Regions from separate parts of the Sus scrofa genome. Here all the other regions are linked to region 1. The links are chromatin contacts, called in public Hi-C maps. All regions are on one chromosome and are shown on one strand. The core of a region is the stretch at or near the end of the contact, and the rest is flanking DNA. Distances in the headings are between cores, read along the strand shown. Region 1 has its middle 430 kb from the start of ETS1. Region 2 overlaps ETS1 (ETS proto-oncogene 1, transcription factor). Region 3 overlaps ETS1 (ETS proto-oncogene 1, transcription factor). Region 4 has its middle 41 kb from the start of ETS1.

What was found. A called contact is a pair of places that touch in the nucleus more often than the background predicts.
Region 2: a contact with region 1 is called in a Hi-C map of liver, with 8 times the contacts expected there. The contact joins two enhancer-like sites. A contact is called at or near these places in 11 of 47 Hi-C or Micro-C datasets (alveolar macrophages, embryonic fibroblasts, epiblast stem cells and 6 more) and 1 of 2 datasets of contacts at active chromatin or transcription factors (skeletal muscle).
Region 3: a Hi-C map of liver shows a contact between it and region 1, with 6 times the contacts expected there. The contact joins two enhancer-like sites. A contact is called at or near these places in 3 of 47 Hi-C or Micro-C datasets (alveolar macrophages, embryonic fibroblasts and liver) and 1 of 2 datasets of contacts at active chromatin or transcription factors (skeletal muscle).
Region 4: a contact with region 1 is called in a Hi-C map of liver, with 3 times the contacts expected there. The contact joins two enhancer-like sites. A contact is called at or near these places in 29 of 47 Hi-C or Micro-C datasets (adipose tissue, alveolar macrophages, blood and 16 more) and 1 of 2 datasets of contacts at active chromatin or transcription factors (skeletal muscle).

What each region holds. Positions count from the first base shown.
Region 1 is chr9:55,080,483-55,085,224 of Sscrofa11.1, forward strand. No RefSeq gene overlaps it. Among named protein-coding and RNA genes, the nearest start is that of ETS1, 430 kb to the right of the region's middle. Within about 2 kb of position 3,364, at least 13 of the 83 cell types and tissues checked have an H3K27ac peak or open chromatin away from gene starts, as enhancers often do. A contact at or near this core is called in liver, where this site is marked.
Region 2 is chr9:55,472,953-55,477,828 of Sscrofa11.1, forward strand. The region is part of intron 3 of ETS1 (ETS proto-oncogene 1, transcription factor); the gene reads right to left. Among named protein-coding and RNA genes, the nearest start is that of ETS1, 37 kb to the right of the region's middle. Within about 2 kb of position 1,794, at least 40 of the 83 cell types and tissues checked have an H3K27ac peak or open chromatin away from gene starts, as enhancers often do. A contact at or near this core is called in liver, where this site is marked.
Region 3 is chr9:55,429,765-55,434,956 of Sscrofa11.1, forward strand. The region is part of intron 3 of ETS1 (ETS proto-oncogene 1, transcription factor); the gene reads right to left. Among named protein-coding and RNA genes, the nearest start is that of ETS1, 80 kb to the right of the region's middle. Within about 2 kb of position 1,292, at least 28 of the 83 cell types and tissues checked have an H3K27ac peak or open chromatin away from gene starts, as enhancers often do. A contact at or near this core is called in liver, where this site is marked.
Region 4 is chr9:55,550,377-55,555,627 of Sscrofa11.1, forward strand. No RefSeq gene overlaps it. Among named protein-coding and RNA genes, the nearest start is that of ETS1, 41 kb to the left of the region's middle. Within about 2 kb of position 2,340, at least 15 of the 83 cell types and tissues checked have an H3K27ac peak or open chromatin away from gene starts, as enhancers often do. A contact at or near this core is called in liver, where this site is marked.

The sequences.
Region 1 (4,742 bases), core at 2,114-4,613:
AACTGTCCTGTGCACCTCTGCTTAGAATGGCTAAGAAAATGCTAATTCCACCCTCTGGAAAGAGTGTGTGAATTTTACTTTTTTGGAATTCAATGTGACACGGAATGTGGTTAGAGCTTATTAAAGAATGGTCACTTAGATGTTAGCATGATATGTCCCTTTATTCTTTGATGTCCACTAATTAACCTCAAGTGGTTCACTAAGCTATTTAGCCACTAGTATTTTATTCCTTCAAAACTGACTAGGAGCTCCAGAATTTAACCATTTCTTGCCAGATAGTCCCATCTTTTCCTTACTAACTTCATATTTACCTTCAGATATACTGAGTGACCAAATATGGAAGCGTATTTCATGACGAATGACTTTAAGACCTATTGAATTTGAACACTCCCTGAGAGCCTGCCTTGATGAGCTTCACTCAGGAACCAAAATTTCACAGGTCCTGTATCACCAGGGAGGCCACCGCATCTGAAACACTCCGTGTGCGTGTTAGTAATCTGAGATGAGTGAGGTTAAATTGCTGGAGATCGCATAGAAAAAAATAGCAGCTGAGTCTAAAACCCAGATCCACCAAGTCCAGTATTATTATCATTACCCTTCAGGGTTATTGATTTATTCGTCGATCACACATTTGTGGAAGCGCAGTACGTATTACACGCTGGACCAGCTGCTTATAAGATTTAAATAAATGAACATTGTCCCTATCTTCAGGTCACTTAAATTTAGTAAGTGGTTTAATGTAAGTAGAAAGTTTTGATATAGGACATTGCAGTGGCTATAATGAAAAATGAACAAAATTAAAGTAAAACCCCAGAGAAAGTAGAGTCTTACTCTGCCTTGGAGATTTGGAAAATCCTAAACAGAGGCTAAAAACATTTATATTGAGTCTTGAATGATGGCAAAAAAAGTTGTCCAGGCAGAAAATTGAGGGAAGAACATTTCATAAAGGGCTAACAATAGAGAAATTCAGTGCAAGAAGACCAACATACACATAGAGTGGAATGGTGAGAAGTGAGAATGTATAACTGGATTGGAGACAGGCAGTGCAAGCTTGGAAGACCCACCTAAGGTGTTTGGAGTGTATGGGGGCGAGGGGAGCAGAAAAAGGCAGAGAGAGTTTAAGGTAGGGAAAAAGGTATTCAGATTTGTTTTTAGTCAGCCTTGGCAGCAGAATGTGGATTGAGCAGAAGACACTTCTAAAGGAGGTGGGTGTCTTTCTATTGACAGAGATGTTTGTACCACATGGAGCTAGGCTGCTGCATTTTTGGAAATGTCTTGTGCTTCTGCCACATGTATTTTCATAATTTTATTCAAAATCATCTATTGAGAGCTAACTAGGCATAAAGCACCAAAGTAGGTAAGACATGGTCTGAGAGCTCTAGGAATTTTCCATATTCCTTGCCCAGCACACTGTCAAGGTAAAAGAGCTAGAGAGATTCAGAGTAGAGAGAAACTGCTATTGAAGGGGTTAGAGTGGCTTTTTTTTTTTTTTTGTCTTTTTTTGTCTTTTTGCTATTTCTTGGGCCGCTCCCGCGGCATAGGGAGGTTCCCAGGCTAGGGGTCGAATCGGAGCTGTAGCCTCCGGCCTATGTCAGAGCCACAGCAACGCGGGATCCGAGCCGCGTCTGCAACCTACACCACAGCTCACGGCAACGCCGGATCGTTAACCCACTGAGCGAGGGCAGGGACCGAACCTGCAACCTCATGGTTCCTAGTCGGATTCGTTAACCACTGCGCCACGACGGGAACTCCCTAGAGTGGCTCTTTAAGTAAATAAAATTTGACCTCAAAGGTGATGGATGGATAGGGCTTCGTGAAGTCGAGGAGCTGAAATATTCTCACCAAAATGTCCTGCCGACCTTGTCTAGGAAACTGCAAACTAAAAGTAGAGACCAGAGCGTCTATCTATAACAATTCTCCACTATTTTCCTCTTGGAACTCAGAATAGAACAAGTGCTTTGCAATGATGCCAACCTAGACTATGTCTCTCACAAGCCAAAATTTCTGATGGCAAATCCAAGGAGGAAAAATACAACTGTTTCTGTTTGGATACATAACAGCAAACAACATGAGTTGTATTTTCGTTGAGTTCACTAGTTGTTGGGACAGCACTAGAAATTCAGCCAAAATGGTTAACTTGGGATTCTAAGGCCTTGGCAAGCACTAAACCTGACTTTAGAGAATTCAGCTTGTTTTTCCTTCAAGGTTTCTGACTAGCAGCCAAAAGCATAAAACACAAAAATCTCATTATCTCTAACTATTTTGAAGTTCCTTCCAACAGGTTGGCCAGGATAACTTTGTTTTATATTTGTAACTCGAGTCTAACTTCAGTTAATGCCAAAAAGGCAACCCGAGTCCTAATTAACTAATTAATTAACATAACAAAGCCTGCCCCATCTATAAATAATTCATTACAACTCACTCTATACTGTGGGTAAGTATTCCAGAGAAGCAATTTTGAAAATACTGTAAAGTTCTTGCTGTTGCTCTCTTGGTTTTATTTCTCTGAAAAGACATTTTGTCACCTGTTATATATGGCCATAACCAAGCTCCCAACAACATAGCTGGAAGGCAAAGAAAGAAATTAACTAAGCCTTTCTGCAAAAGTAAGGAAAGTGCTGATAGATAACAGCCAAGCCAAGCCATTTAGGGATGGACTTAGGACAAGAGGGCCTTCTCTCTTAGTTACAAATGCATCTGGCCTGTGTCCATGGGTAGATCGTATATCTGACAATATCCTCCCTTTTAATGCTTTGCAGATCCAAGGTATATTATCATACCCTAAGCCTGAACTCTCCAGGGAAATTATGTCAAGCCATAACCAAGGAAGTTGTATTGTAAAAATCACGGGAGGAACCAGCTGTGTGAAATTCACCGTTAGGAAACAAAAAACCGTGTACCGAAAGGTGGCGCTGTGACACTGCAGAATGATGCTAACCAGTGTGTTTATTCTCAAATCTCCGGAAGATTCAGGCTCAGCATTTACTGGGGCGGGGGGAGGTGGGGGAGCCGAACTCAGCTTTATTTTAGAACTTATCTCTGTGCACTCGAGGTGGACCTAAAGTTCTCATAAACTAATCTTCCAGCTTATTTTGCACACACAACACATTCCTGATGTGGGCAGGAAATAAACTAATTTTTATAAAGCCTCTCTGTCTGATGTATTCATTATTTGGATTTGCTGAGTTGTGTGATAGTGCTATTTTAGAAAAATAGATCAAATCAAGATGACTTACCCTAAAAAAAAAAAAGTTTTCTGCAAAATACTGAGAAATAGCTTAGCAGGCAGTTGAGCATATTAATCTGTGCTAATATGGACATAAAACTGAAACCATCATACAACTCTCACCTAGCATGCTTGCGATTGCACCTTTTTAAAAGTGAGATCCCATTGCTAATGGTTGCTTAAAATGCCAGTAGGCACGTTTTGTCCACAACGAAGCTCACAACCACATTTTAGAAGTTCTGCAGAGGGGCCGAAAGGCAAACAAGCCTCATTGTGTCTTTGGGACTAAATTACTTTCTTGTTCATTTCTAACCAAGGGTTTCATGGAATAAACATTCAAGCTCCTACTCTCATTTAGGGCAGAAAAGAACACATGCTCCATGAAACATTATTTCCTGAGCACCAAATATGTATTTTATGTTGTGCCAGGTGCTGGAGAGAGAAATAAGAAAAGTAGAACCCAAATTCATTCTCCTTGAGCAAATTCCAAAAACATACACCAACTAAGAGACGTGTGATATATTTTCAGTCATTGCCATAGTAAGATCTCATTCTAGAACTAAGTCAGTCTTGTTTACAAACACACAAATTCCTGGTCTATTTAAATCCTCATTGTTGGAGTTCCCTTTGTGGCTCAGCGGAAAAGAATCTGACTAGAATCCATGAGGATGAAACTTCCATCCCTGGCCTCACTCAGTGGGTTAAAGGATCTGGCGTAGCCAAGCTGTGATATAGGTCATAGATGTGGCGCGGATCTTGCTATGGTTGTGGTGTAGGCCAGTAGCTGTAGCTCAGATTCGACCTCTAGCCTGGAAACTTCCATATGCTGCAGGTATGGCCCTAAGAAGCAAAAAAACAAAAAAACAAAAAAAAACAAAAACAAAAATTCATCATTGTTAATTTTGGGGGCTGAAGTTCATCAAATGTATAATCTCAGAACCTCAGACTGTGAAGGGCATTGGACAATAGCTAACATTTATCTCACAATGATTTGCTATATCTGTAACAGGGCTATGCACTTTGTACACATTATCTTTTTAATGTTTATAACAATTCAGTAGACACCTCCACATTTTACAAATAGAGGCTCAGAAAAATTCAGTCATAAAAGGCCAACTCATGAATTTGAAACTGAATCTACTTAATTCTAGAGCCTGTGCAATGCCACACCAGTTTCAGGACCTGAAAAACCGTCGTGTCCTCAAAGTTCAACACTCAAAAATGCATTCACCCAAACATGTGTCATCGCCATAACACACCCACTAAAACATTCACCAAGTCTCCAAACACAAGGGGCTCACTCTAAAGCAGATTTTTTATTTTTCCACAATTTCCCCTAGTGTAAACCTCTGTCACACTTTCAAAGAAGGGCAAACTCTTCAAGTAGAACGGAGAGGTTCCAGAACATGTCCAGACATGTAAGGAGGGAGAGCTCACAGGGTCTCCACCCACACTGAATTGAACCTGTGAGCGACTGCAGCTAATCTATGAAGCCATGAAAGTTGCAACAGGTGGT
Region 2 (4,876 bases), core at 544-3,043, 390 kb after region 1:
GGGGTCTCAACCACTTTGAGAATCAGAGGAAAGCTAAGGCCCTTAGGAAAGTCCTCCCATAAAATTTCAGAGGGATCCCTTGTTTCTGAAACTCGCCCCCATCAAGCACCCCTGCTGTATGAGAATCTGCAGGCCTACAACTTGGCAGAAAGTTGTCAGCATTGATAAAAAACATGTATGACGCAGGTAAGAAATCAAGTGACAACTGCAAAGGCAACTAGAACCCTGGTTCTGTGGCTCTTTAAATCACTGGGGTCTGTTTCTTAGGCCCAACTTCAGCATGTTTCAGGAGGTACCCCCAAAGACTCGTAAAACAACTTCGGGAATTGGTAGCCTTGTTTTGGGGTTTTTTTTAATGCCACTCGTAAGAAGGAACAGAGGTTGCAAAGGTCTGTTTTCTTTCATAGCAAGAAAGCCCAAAAGACTTCAACATTTCTGTGGAGGTGGTGAATGAATCTAATTGGGCTGTTCCAAGTGGGGGAACCCCAAGTGGGGGAACCCCGAGTCGGGGAAGCATAACCTTACAGCCATGTGGGGGAGGGGCGGTGGTATGGGGGCAGGATCTGAACCAAAGTTGCTGGCCTCTCAGGCCTCTCACACTGGCAGCCTCAGAGAGCCAGAGGTTGCCCTATTCATCAGTGGGGAGGTAATTTCCCTCATAGTGCAATTAGGTCTCACGTTTGACCTATGACCTCTGGCCCATGCGATATTTATGATCTCCAGACAGGCAGCGAGGGGGCAGAAGGTAGAAGCTGAAGGCATTTAATGGATTAGAGGGAGGAAGGAAGGAAGGAAGGAAGAAGAAGGGAAGAAAAAGGAAGGGGAGGGAGGGAGGAAGGAAGGAAGAGATGAACCTGACTAGTTCAAAGTAATCTACGAAATCCTGATTTGAGAGCCATGCTCAGGTGCTCGCCTCTTCCACAGTCAATACGGTTTTCAGCTCCTCACTATAATTCTGCGAGGCGGGATCTACTGTCTTACACACGAGGACACAGGCTTAGGAGGGGTCAACGGTGTGCCCATGGTCACAGAGCTGGTAGGTGGCTGGGCTAAAACCTTGGCCCAGACCCACCTCATCAAGTCCCCAGTTCATTTCTCAACAGTAACCTTAAGCACGTGCGCGCCCGCCGCTCGCTCGCCTCGCGGTCTATCTATCTCCCCAACTCATCTAGAACTGCCCCCCGCCCCCAGCTCTTGCAAAACAATCTCTGTCCAGAATCTCTTCTGTTCCAACCGTCTCTTTCTCCATCCCGGCTCGGGGCAGGCATGCTACCCCCTGACGGCATGGAAGGCGCTCAGTCCCAGCCGGTCCGCTCCTCCCAGCCGGGACCGGGATCCTCCAGCCGGGGCTCCTGGACGCCCTGCCTCCCTCGCGGCGGGCCCCGCCTGCGCCCGCCTCGCTGGCAGCGCCGGGGTTAACCCGCCGGCCTGCGGAGCAATGATTTCTGTTTTATTTCAGCAGGGGAAGTGTGTGCCGGCCTGATTAGCCTGATGGTTTCCTCTTTTCCCATAACCTCCAGACCCCCACGGCCCAAGTGTTTACTCTCTGAAATAAAAAATCTGCTGGTGTTTTTCTTTTTGTGTGCTCGTGTATTTTGGGAGGATTGCAGAGGAGGAAGGCGGGTGGGGGTTAGGGACGCGGAGGCGGGAGGGGAGGGCGCGAAAGGGGGGCGAGCCACCTCCCCTCGTCCCTCCCCCACCGCGCCTCTTCCAGCTGCAGGCTCGGGCTGAGACCCCTGGCCGCAGCGCAGGAAAGAAACTTATTAATGAGGGAGCTGGGTCTCCTGCTTCAGCAGCTATAAACACAGCGAACATCTGGAGAGAGTAAGTCTCTTGGCGACCAGACGCTGAGAACAGGCTGCCTCTGCGCATCCCTCCCCCGCCAGGGCCCCTCCCCCCGCCCGACTCCAGCCCCCGCACCCTCACCCACCCCGCGCTCGCTTCACCCAGGGCGGCAGAGCGGGGACTGACGCCAGGCGGCCTCCACCAGGGGCCCCCAGCCCCGCTCCCCCCGCCGAGTTCCCGAAGAGGGGGGTCAAGACTGCTTGAATCAAATAAGAACTCCGTGCCCCAGGGACCTTTTCCCAACTCGGGCCAAATATTTGTGGTTTGAAAAAGTTAAGAGAACTTTTTTTCTCCCCAGCCCCCTGGGACTTCCAGGGCAATGCTGTTACTTCCTAGGATTTTTGAGAAGCAGCGCTGGAGGACAGCCAGCGGAACGCTCGCATACTCCTTGTCACTCCTTGTGGCCCCGGTTTCTCCCACTAGGTTACCCTCCCGCCCCAGGAGCGAAGGAGGTGATTTACATTTGTCCTTACTGCCCTGGGCCGCTGGAGTCCCTCTGAGAGACACAGGTCTCTAACCCACAGCTTCTCTTTCTGGCCCTCACCTGGCTCCCTTCTCCTCCCGCTAGTAAAATGCGGCATCGCGGAAGGTAAAATTGGCAGGTGTCTGAAAATTACCCTGGGGCGCCGGAGCATGGGCAAAGCTGGGGAGACAAGAGTGGGCCACCAGGTTTCTTTGAGTCACTTAAATTCACACTCATCATGGTGAAAGGGTGGCATCTATTCATCACCTGCTATGACGACCTTTGAAGGACACACTCTGCCCAGTCTATAGTACGAGGCAACTGTGAAATAAGTGTAAGCGTCCCGCCTGTTAAAGGGGAGGGAACAAAATCCCGGTGAGTTCTTGCTCTTCCCACCATACCCCCTAAACGCTTTGCTGGGACCCCATACCTTTCAGCTGATACTCAAAAACTTACAAAGTTATTGTGATCTGAATATGAACTAGCCCAGGCTGGAAAGCTACCGGGGTGGTGGGTGGGAGATAGGATGGGCGGGGCAGCGCAACCTCCGCAAATAGGAGGCAACTCGGTTCCCAGCCAGAGAAATATCCTTGGTGGATGGAGAAGAGAGTCAGGCACTTGCAGAAATCTCATCATCAGGAAAACGAAATGATGAGCGAGACTGAGAGCTAGTTTTTTTTTTGCCTGTGGCTTCTCTTCATAATGCCCTCCCAGGGCTCTTTCCCCGAGCCTTTCCTCCTGGCTGACTTTGGTCCTCTCAGGGATGGGATGCGGGTGCCGAAAGGGTTTCCTGCAGCAAGCTTCGGTCAGCACAGCACGGTGCCCTGGATGCAGCTTGGCAGGGCAGCTGGGCTCTCACTGCAGCCTTCCGTGAAAGGCTAAAACCTGTGCCGGGGTTACAGCTTCCCCCTTCCAAACACAACTCTCAAGTCAGATTCCGAGAAGGTCGAAAGTTTCCTTGAGAGGAATAGCCCACATCTCTCTCTCTCTCTCTCTCACACACACACACACACACACACACACACACACACACACGTGCGCACGCACAATCAAAACTGTTTTGAACAAAGAACCTGGAACAGGTCCTTTATAAAAGGAAAACATACTCAATGAGGAAAGAACAGTATACCGTGTTTTAAACCACAGGGCCCGTCTGAGAGGGCCAGCTGAAAGAACAAGGCTGTTGGGAGAATAAACATTTCAGAGCAAGGTGAATCTCCATTTAACAAGTCTCTCTGGCATTCCCTCCCCGTGCTCCACACTTAAAGCCAAATTGGAGGCATCTGTTTTTCCTGCTGAAACTTCCCACCTGGTTGCCGATAGCCCTTTTCCAAACACTGGGCCAGGTTTGATCTCTCCCAGCCGCCTGGCCGTCTGGGAAAGCCCCAGGAGAGACCATGAACTCGGACTCGACGCGTCTCCCACTTGAACTTCCAAAGTTTAGGGGGGAAAGACACTCTTTAGCTCTACCGTTTTGCAGGAAAATGTATGTTAAAAGTGTTCAGTATTACAGGGAGAGCCAACGTCACACTCTTTCTGACCAATCTTTATCTCCTAAAGCAGTGTGACATTTCACCTCGGAACTATTTCTTAATATATATAAATGTACCCTCACATACACATTTGAAGAAATGTTGCCTAGAGACAGGCATCAGCCTTCCCCATTCTCCTTGAATCTTCTCAGTGTCCAGCACGTGGCCCTGGCCTCCAAAAGTGTTCATCCCATCATCGGGTCACTTTCTGACTCAATACCCAGACAGTTTTGGTTCTTGGGCACGTCAGGATATGGTACAGTGGCAAACATTCATAGTGAGTTGCTAAGTGACGGCAGTGCTTTACGCTTGACACATATTAACTTAGTGGTTCTCAAAGTGTGGTCTTCAGACCAGCAGTGGCGGCAGCACCACCTCCCACCCTCCCACCCTCCCACCTCCACCCCCGCGCACTGAGAACTTTGTGAGAAATGCAAATTTTGAGCCTTACCCTAGACTCACTGAATCAGAAACCCTGGGGTTAGACCCCTAGAACCCGCCTTTTAACAAACCCTCCAGGTGACTCTAGCACACTTTGAAAACACTGGTTTAGATAAAGAAACTGAAGAACAGAGATGCAAGTTGCCTAAGTAACGCAGTTAGGAAGGGCTGATGGACCAACCCAAGCCACCTGGTTCCAGAGGCTGGATTCTTTCGCATACACTGTGTACCTACCTCCTCTCTCACAAAGGATGGGAAACGGCAGCTAACCTGTGCATGTGGGTAGAGGAGGTTTTCACTGGAATCCACTACCCAAAACATCCCCAGTTGCACTCTACCAGATGGAAACAAGTACTGTCTTGCCTCTCAAAGCAAGAGCCATGGTCATGAGACCATAGGTTCATTTGCCTGAGAGTGAGTTGGGCTTGCTGTGTTCCAGGTCTGCAGACTGCTTTTTCCAATCCTAAGCAACTATTTTGAGAACGTGAACTTTGGTCAAACATCACCTCCACAAGTGCGGCTGATGCAAGACAAATCCAGCCCCAAAATGAAAACTACGTTGATACCATATCACCCTGGAAGGGTATCAAGTGAG
Region 3 (5,192 bases), core at 42-2,541, 350 kb after region 1:
AGGAGATAAGCAGGGCACCTCGCATTCCCCTGACCCCAAGCTGTCCCCAGAAGAGGCTGCCCAGGAGCTCACCTAGAGTGACATTAGCATTAGCAGATTTCTAAGTATAAGGCTTTCAGGAGAAGACGTCTCCACCAGACCTGAGTCTTTCTGGAAGTTTCTCTCCCAATCCCTTGGTGGGGGTTGGGGGGGCAGACAGAAATGGGCTTCAGGCAAACAAACACTGGACCAGGCTCACCGGCCCTGAACCGAGAAAGGTGCAGCTCACAATACTGTGACCAAAAGGGACCTTTTGGAAAATTCTTTTCCAAGAGGGATCATGAGTTTGGGCCCCTGGAATGCCCCGGAGAAGTTCTGATTGGCTCGCAGGCCCTGACTCAGATTGAGCACCAGCTCCACCCTCAGATGAGTAAATAAACTGACCCACAGACTGGGGGAGGGGGAGGGGGCAGCGGGAACAGGATGGGAACCCAGAGAAGGCCGGTGCTGACTCTATGCAGAGAAGAGACAGATGAGGCATCAAGTCCCTTCCACAGACGGTGGTGCGACACAATTCAGGAAATATTTCTCTGGGCCTCACACACCACTCCAGTTGGGACACAGCCCTGCCCTGGCAGCCCGCGCGTTGCTGCTTTATAATACACTGAATTAGTCACTGGATTAGCAAGCGCATTTACACACATAGGAGCACAGCTGTTTAAAGACACAGGATCCCCTCTTCCAGGTGCCAGAGTTTGGCTGCAAATCAACCACCGCAAGTGGCAACGGGCACAGGGTTCCCAAAGGCGTCTTCAGTTGCAAAGCGATCTAGGGAAAGTCCGTTAGAATTGGGAGGGTCTGACGGGCACGTCCAGAAGGAAGCAAGGCCAGTGGGCTTTTTCAGACCCGAGATATTATCTTCGAGGCTGCCGCGTGGATGCACTGACCTGGCCCTTCTCAGCAGTGGGCTGACGTGGGGTGGGGGTGGGGGGCGGCCTGGCTGGGGACAGGATGGCCCGGGGCAGGCAGCTCTCCCCTGGGCTGGCTGCACCCACAGGTGGCAGAGGTTTCCTCCTAAACCCTCAGATGCCAAGGTCACCTTCAGAAAAGAAGGGATTCCAGGCAAAGAGAACACTTCGGCAGTGAAGAGAGTTCTATATCCTGATGCTAGCAATTCCAAGAACCAGCCCTGTTGACCCAGCCATGCCCGGACATGATGTTCCAGAGTCGCAACGGTGACCTGAGGCCCGGCTCAAGTCTGGTAAGAGTGCGTGAGAGGAAGAAAACAGTGTCATCAGCCACAGGGACTGTGCTGGCCCACTTGGTTAGGGGGGTGTCAAGTGGAAAATTTTCTGTAACCAGGTTAACAGCAACCACAGTCCTAACAACCACTGAAGTAGCAACGGTGCTGTCAGCAAAGAGCACTGGTACAGAAGTGGCAGCCTACAAGACCGCAGGATAGGGCACCTTTTAGGAGACCCTGTGTCGGTGAAAAAGCATGTTACAGGATTTATCTCAAATCCTTACAAGAGCCCCGAAAGCTCTTTATGACTATCTCCACTGTAGGGATTAGAAAACGAAGGCTCAGGGAAGTTGAATACGTAGCCTGAGGACAAATGAGCGAGCAGAGCATGCAAACGGCAGGGCTATGTCACCCCCAAACCGTGCTCCTTCCAGGACGGGGCAGCTGCCGTGGGGACCTCATCGCAACCAACAGAATAAAAGAGAGGCTGTGGGCTTCAGGGACCAAGAGGACTTTCTACAGAGCAACCCAAGCGCAGATCCCTTCCCTGTGATCCTGCGTGTTGTCTACACCATGGATCTGAAGATAATGCAAAGACACCTGTGGCATCAAAAGACCACCTGACAAAGAGAAGAACCATCTACCGATGACTGAAAAGGTGTCCTGCATTTCAGCTCCATCAGAACAGGAATTGGAAGAAGATGGGCCATAGATGTGTGGCCGGTTCGTGGGGGAGGAGCCTCTTTGAATCTTGCACCAGCTTTGGGAAATTCAAACACTAACTCCTCGGAGCTGGTTTGCCCATAAAAACACTGAGAATGTTCTCTCCTGACAAAGAAGGCAGCTGGGGCCCCTGGCGACCAGACTCATCCTCAGTCCCGTGCTGTCTACAGCAGACCCTGAGCAGCACAGGCTGACCAAACCCTGTGACCTTGGGGGCAAGTCACCGGGGCCCCATCTCATTTAAAACACTAAGTAGCTCTTTTGCTCATCCAGCACCCAAAGCACTTCCAAGATAATGCAGCCAGTCTGGAATTTCAAATTCCTCCCATCAGCCCATCCATCACAGGTAAGGGCCTTGGAAAAGCCACAAGGCTCTCCTAAGAGAGGCCTTCAGAAATCCAGAAATAAAGAGATACTTTATTTTTTTTTAATTCTCCAACTGAATCAGAGGTTAACGGCAGGTCCATCATGTAGATTTGATTCATTCCATGTGTGTGTTTTATTTTTCTACGAAGGTTCCTGTTGCATCAAGCAGCCTCAAGGCCGAGACGTGTGCCTCTGAATATGCCCTTTCTGGAGGATTCTCAAGCATGGGGCGAGTCCTTATTTCATGCCTCGATTTCCCAATCTGCAAAATGGGGGCCCAGGCACCAAGCCTCTAGGCACGTTGAGTAACTTTCGGTACTCACATTTCGTTTGTTCACTTTGAATGTGAAAATGCACGTGGAAATGATGTGAGCTACGTTTTTGGCTTCCTCGCCATTACACATCCCAGTGGTATATATTTATAGATAGACTGATGTTCTCTTTCTTAGCCTGAGAATAATGAGGAGCCCAAAAGAGCACGCTGAGCAGAAGGATATGCCAAGAATCAAAGCCTCTGATGAGAATGTTAGCAAATTGTCTCTCCACACTGATTCTAAGTCAGTGGGCCTTTGTAATTAGAAAGATCTAAGTTTAAATGTGGGACTTGAAAGTTCTACGGGCTTGGAAAAATTCTTGGAGCCTGAGACTTGATTTCTTATCTTCATGATGGGGATGAAAACCTCGATACAAACGCTTACGTCTCAAATAAGCTCCAAGGAGATACTGAACCACGCAGGGCCTTATGGTGGATATTTTAGAGTAACTCTATATGGAGTATCCATGATTTATATTTTAAATTAAATATTCAATATGTTTTCATTTAAAAATGGATATTTTAAAATATCAATGGAGTACCTAAAATTTCAAGGTATATACATTTAAAAACTGTGAATCACTCTGTTGCACTGCTGTAACTTATCGAATATTGCACCCTGACGATACTGCCATCTAAAAATTGTAAATGCATTTTTTTTTTTACATTTAAAAAAAATGGAACACCAACTGCATGGGGTTGTTTCTAGAATGTGATTATTTGTGGGACATACTCTGCAAAGTGCCTGAGCCACAGTAGGTACCCTAGAACGACTTCTACCCTTACCTCACTCTGCCACGCTAAAGCCCACCCATGTACAGTGACCCCCAAGCAAGCCCCGGGCAGTTCTGGAGAACGTTTGGTTTCCATGAGTGGGCAAGGAAGGTGTGAGGGGAAGCTCTTGATCTTCTGTGAAATCAAGGATGCATTTCCTGTACCCACACGACTCCCCCTTAGCGAGTTCCTACGCCTTCAGCATCGCCTCTCTGTATCACATCTCCCACCCGTTTAATAACACCCCTGGCATCGCCACAGCCTCCGGAGAACTTGCGACACGTGACCTCATCGACTCCCCCAGTCTCTCCCAAAGAAAGGCAGCTCGCTCACCAGGAACGCGCCTCTTTCCCCGGGACGGAGGGCGACACAGAGATGGGGCTAGAACCCAGCCGGTGAGCATGAAAACAGACTCAGGCAGCCTGACTGTCACACCACGCAGGCAAAGGAAGAAGGATGATCACTGACAGAGATGGTGGACCTGTCCAACTGGCCGCACAGAAAGTGCTCCAACCAGGAAGAGGAAAGACCAAGGGATCCGTAGGCCTGACCAAAAACGGGATGTGCATTTTGCAGCCACTAAGATTTGCTTTACGAGACTAAAATTGCCCTGACAAGGTTAAAGCTGGTGCCCAGATTCAGAAATGCCTGACTTGAAACTATTGTCTCCATTTCTGCTGCTGCCAGGTAGCATTCCCACCTCCTCTTCCCCAGTAATCCAGGGCCTGCAGAGAGCACTGCTGGCTCTTTAGCACGAAACTCAGTCCCAAGGAAACAGGCCAAGGGGCTACTTCTCCATGTAACAAACTGTCCTTTGGCCTCTGGCTTCCAAAAAGAGCAAAACAGAGGGGAAAAGACTTCTTTTCATTGCTAAGGAACAACTCACTGTAGTAGGGGAAACATTTAATGTATTTTTGCTAAACTTTGAGCATATATACCTGGTGCCATAGCAAAGGCCTGCCAAGAATGGAAACTAACAAGGGGAAAAAAAATCAGTCATCAAAAATGTAATTCTTGTACCTTCTTTGGCACAATTCTTTCCCAGAGCATGCTGTATGAGACGCAAAGCTTTTTGGATTCTATTTTTTCATTCTGAAGTAGTCTCCTAGGGACCTGAAGTTCCTGCTTGTCATTAAAATGGACCTCAACTGCTAAAAAGGGTAGACTGAGGCTCAGAAGACTAAAGCAATGTGTGCATATTTCAACATAGGAAAACACAGGTGGGAAAGACATTCTTTCCCAAAGTTTTTAGATTGAAAAAAAAAAAAACAAAACAAAAAAGGTATTTCTCAAAGTCCAAGGTCAACCTACCCCAGAGGGAAAGTGCGTATCTGTCTAGTAACCTGTGGGGTAACTCACCTTTTTTCACTTCTTGAGAAAGAACTCACCAGCCATCCCACTTAAAAGTTTGGCCAGTGGTTTGGCAGCACAGAAAGCTGGGCAGATTTTTCAGATCCCGTATCATTAGTGATCTCTGCAACCTACTCATAGCTCAATAATTAGCCAACTGTATACAGGGGGCCCACTAACTGCATAGAAAACATGCAGGGACATCTACCTCTAGCAAAGAAGGATGCTTTGTTAACATTTCTATCTCTGGCTAATGGACAGTAGTCACAGTCGTTGTAATAATAGTACTAGTGCTGATAATAATAGCAATGCACCAGGTACTCATCAAATCAAGGAAATACTTGGCATGTATGTGGCTGAATGGACATGTCCAGCGGTTTCGAGAATTCCAGCTTCCTGTTCTGACTCTGACACTTACTTACCAAGTAAAACCTTGGGAAAGAT
Region 4 (5,251 bases), core at 1,090-3,589, 470 kb after region 1:
GTTAGAAGTGTATTCACTTGCCAGGGACTCAGGTTGGCAGCAGGAAGTTAAGGGTGTCAGGAGTTCATAGTGATTAGGGATTAGGAAATCCTTTGCCCTCCAGACAATAACCGATCAGACTTCGAGTTTGGCTGGCAGTGGGGCCAGGCCCCCAGGTCAGGGACAACCGGTTAAATGTCTAAACACATCACATCACATCCCCTGCTGGGCGATATCCCCAAACAGAGAGGGACGCTGGGATGCTTTTCACCCAATTCTACAACCCAAACATCTGTCATGGTGCCATAGAGTGTCACATGTGACAAGATTATTAATTATAACGGTTGAGCATTAAGCCTTGGAGACCTAGCTTCTCCCCAACCGTTTCCTTCTACATTCTCTTTCTCTGTTTTTCTTTTCTTTTTTTTTTTCCTTTTGGCTACACAGCATGTGGGAGTTCCCGGCCAGGGATCGAACCTGAACCATAGCAGTGACCTGAGCCACAGCAGGGACAACATCAGGTCTTTAACCCACTGAGCCACCAGGGAACTCCTACATCCTCTCTATTTCTCTCTGGGTGTCTCTCCTTTTCTTTCCTCCGTTCCCTTCAACCCAACACACATGTACCTCTGGCTGCAGCTTGAGCATCTCGGCTTGCCTTTTAGACGTTTTGGGATTTGCCCACAGAAAAGAGAAAAGGCTGTGTAAATCACAGGGCCGGGTGAGAGGTGGGAAGGAGAAGCAAGTCCTGAATCCACTCTGTGACTAGTTTCTTCCAGATGGACACAAAAAAATCCCAGGGGTGTTGCTCTAAGAGGGGCTGATTTGCTGACCCTGATACAAGTCCTAGGGCCCAGCTGATCCCTGTAGGATATTAGTCACTCTATAAAACCTCCAGGCCAGTTTCCCAGGCTGTGGGGGCCTATAGGCAATTTCCCATAGGGTCTCAGAGCCTGAGAACCTATGCATTGCCCTGCTTGGCGGTGGGTTCATGTTGCATCAGACATGATTCTCTCTTAAAATATGACTTAGCCAATGTCCCCAAACAAAAGGGAAAACTTTCTCAACTTCTCTCACAGAGGAGTGGTGGGACCCACCCGGGGAACCCTCTTCCTGGCCACAAAGCACACACGAGAGCCGGGAGGCGTCTGGAGTCATCTACGCACGCTTGTTTCCAAGATGACACACGGGGGGCGGGGAGCAGAGTGTGTATGTTGGAGGGGCGTGGGGTGGGGTTGGAGGAGAGCACCGGGTGGGCAGAGATGGCCCTGGAGCAGAAGAGGTGGCAGGAGAAAGCCGGGGCATTGGTGTGGGAGGTGTCTGCTCCCCAGGATATCTCTCAGAGGACCCCGGGGACGGGAACAGTCCTTGGAGATGACCCAGCACGAATCCCGCCCACAACATCCCTTTCTTGGGCTCCTTGGGTCTTGGCTTAAACTCTTCCCTTTCTGCCCCTGGCAACCAGTGTCATCTCTGGAGTCCTGTCCGTGTTACAACGTCACCTTGCAGCTGGTAATCCCATGGAGGGGAGGTGGAAGAGGTAGCTTGTCGGCGTTATTTAGGCCAGCGCTCAGACCTATAGTGGCTTATTCCCATGGAAAGGAGATCCGGTTTAGGAGAGGGAGAGTGAGCGGAACGAAGAGGATTGGAAGGCGAGAAGGAGGAGGAGGAGGGAACCTGGGCCGGGGGGGAGGACCACACCAGGTACCCACGCATGGGCTGGACCTCGTCATCCGACCGACGCGGAGGAACCCAGGCCCAGGCTCGTCTCACGCGGAGGGTTCCCTCTTGACCTGAATGTAGTCCCACGTGCCCCGTGGCTGACTCCCTGGGGTTGACTCCCTGGGGTTGACTCCCGTTGCTTGCTTTCTACGCCTCTTGATCACCCACAACCTGCGTCTTCCTGTGCGTGGCTTGATCGTTCCCCAAAATAATACGAACAGCTTTAGGATTTGGAAGTTCAAAGCATTCTTCCTAAAAAGTGATACTGATACCTGAGTTTAGAGGATTTTCATTCTTGATGATGAAATATGAATGTAACCCTTTGGCTCTGAGGCTGCAGGACCAACCGCATAACAGACCAGCACAAATGGGTTTCGTGATCTGAGGCCTTGTCCTCTATTCCACCTGCTGAACCAGCGGGTCTCCAAGCCCTGGGAGGGTCCCTGCCTCCCACCACTGTGTCTTCCTCCCGGTGTCACCCAGGAAGCCCACATCGGACAGGGAAGCTGGGGGCGAGGGCAGGGAGAAAAACCCAGGCATCTGAAAGAGGATGATAACACGGCTAACTTGCCAAGTTTTACACTTTCTGCGCGCTACTGAGATCTAAACCTCTGGGTTTGGGGCTGACTTAACACTGGCCTGGGGTGACTTCCTGTTTTTCAAGAAAAGAGATGCGTAGTCACTCAGAGAGTGTTCTGGGCGCCAGTCAGCTTTGACAAAAGTCTTCTCCAGACACCAGCAGAACCCGGCTGGAGAGAAAGAATCAGACCTGGACAAGAAAGTTTTGAAGCCAGGTGGGCTGTGCTTCCAGAAGGGTGGAGGCCAGGCAGGGTCAGCCTCTGCCCGCCCAGGTCGCCTTTTCTGGGCACCGAACAAAGAAAGTGGTTCTGAAAGAGGGTGACAGAGGCACATGCTCCCTGCTGGGAGCTGGCTTCCTTGCTGCTTGTTCTCCATTTAATCACAGAGAAGGGTCCTGAGCAGGGGTTGGGGGGCCAAAGTGCACTGTGGGGTCAGCAGGGCAATGGCCCTCCTGGACTTTCTGGACTAGACCCAGATTCTTTTTCTTTCTTTCTTTCTTTCTTTCTTTCTTTCTTTCTTTCTTTCTTTCTTTCTTTCTTTCTTTCTTTCTTTCTTTCTTTCTTTCTTTTTTTGGTCTTTTTAGGGCTGCACCTGTGGCATATGGGGGTTCCCAGGCTATGGATCCAATCGGAGCTGTAGCTGCCGGCCTACACCACAGCCACAGCAACTCGGGATCCAAGCTGCACCTGTGACCTACACCACAGCTCACGGCAATGCCGGATCCTTAACCCACTGAGCAAGGCCAGGGATCCAACCCACGACCTCATGAATGCTAGTCAGATTCATTTCCATGGAGCCATGACAGGAACTCCACAAGACCCTGTTTCAATTTGCCATCTGAATGTGTCCGTAAACCTAGGGTCAGACCGCAGGTCCCACTGGCAGAGCGGAGGGAGGTCACCATGACCTTGGGAAGCACTGGTGGGTCAGCTTGGACCAGGCTCGGGGTCAGGCCTTCCTGATGGCTCTGCAGAGAATAGCATGGGTTCCACAGGTGCCCCCGACTCTGCATACTCCTGAACAGCAGCCGCTGTCACCACCCGATGCCATGACATGGAGGTCCTGCCCTGAAGCACGGCACAGCCTTCACTCAGTGTGGTTAAAGAAGTGGGTCTGGGTAGGAATCTATTACTCACCCCTCCCGAGCCTACGCTCCTGAGAACAGGGCATAGTTCTGTACCTCCTAGTGCCTTGTATACAGTAGGCACTCTAATGAGCAGGTGCTGACTGAGTCTCATGGATTCTCTCTCTGGAAGGAGAGGCGAGGAAATAAAGAACAGGATACAAGTGGGAGGGAGTTGCGCTGAGTCCTTCCAAAAGCGGATCCACCAGACCCTTTACTCTTCGCCCTGCTCAGCATCCTTAGAGGGGTCCCATCTGGCCCCAGCCCCAGCTCACTACAGGCCACCGTGGTCCCTTTCCCCTCCGGCTTCCACTTTCTTCTAATACTCTGTTCTCATAATTCTTTTCATCCTGCATTCCAAATTACCTGGTCTCCACCGAGGACCCAAGCATTAAACACCATGATCCACCAGACCCCACTCCTGCTGACCACAGGTTAGAGGTATAAGACCCTGGCTTTCTTTGACCAGGAAGGCACAACAGATTCGGGGTGGGATAAGAACTAAGAGGGGAAAGGTGTAAATGTCCTCCTGATTTTTTTTTTTTTTCTTTTTAAGGGTTGAATGGGAGCTGCAGCTGCCAGCCTCCACCACAGCTACGGCAATGCATGATCCAAGCCACGTCTGCGACCTACATGACAGCTCATGGCAACACCAGATCTTTAACCCACTGAGTGAGGCTAGGGATTGAACCTGCATCCTTATGGATACTAGTTGGGTTCGTGACCCAGTGAGCCACAATGGGAACTCCCTTCCTCATCTTTCTTCTGATGCTTAACTGTGGGAGCGTTTTCTGATGAAGCTGTTTTGCACTTAGCGACCACCCTGAGGATCACATGCTCGTCTTTCCATTTCTGTGCAGAAAGGTCAAGGGCTCATGAGGTGTTGGGAGACCCAATCTGGGGCCCAGGTCCTTGTAGCCCTGAAGTCGCCGTGCAGGTGCTAAGGGGCAGGACAAAAAAAAAAAAAAAAGGCCCAGGCTTTGGGGTCAGAGAGACCTGAGCAGGAACAAGACCTTTGCCAACGGTGTGACCTTGGAAAGGAATTTAAACTCAATAGGTTGAAACTCAACTAAGCATCAACTGATCTCATGTGAAAATGCAAAAAACAGCATCTAACCACCGGGGTGGGTGTGATACTTCAGGGAGATAGCAAACAGAAGGTGCCTGGTCGTCGTCTAGGCATGGAAGATATTTGATAAGGCAAAAATCAGCACATCAATCGTTCTTTTTTTTTTTTTTTTTTTTTGGTACAGTGCCAGGTACCAGAGGCAGCTCAGCAGAGATTTCAAAGATAATTTTATTAGCTACCTAGAAAGGGAAAAGAGGGAGAGGAAGACAAAGAGGAAAAGGAAGAATTAGGAGCAGTTAGGGAGTTCCCACCGTGGCTCAATGGTGAATGCACCTGACTAGTATCCATGAGGACACGAGTTTGATCCCTGGCTTGCTCAGTGGGTTAAAGATCTGGCATTGCTGTGAGCTGTGGTGTAGGTTGGAGACGCACCTCGGATCCCGAGTTGCTGTGGCTCTAGCATAGGGCCGGCTACAGCTCCGACCCCTAGCCTGGGAACCTCCATACAACCCATGTGGCCCTAAAAAGACAAAAGACCAAAAAAAAAAGAAAGAAAGAAAGGAATTAAGAGCAGTTAGCAGTCTATCTGGGTTGAAACAGTAAGGATGGTAGTGGGCCAGCAGCTTTGTGGTGGAAGGTGGAAATTGGGAGCCCCAAGGTGAGGCTGTAAAGTGTGTGTCTGAAAAAGGGGGAGCATCTCTGTGGGGGATGGGCTCACAGCCTGAAAACCGAGGTGGGTCTTTATCACCGAGCAAGAATCCAGCAAGCAAAGGAAAGGG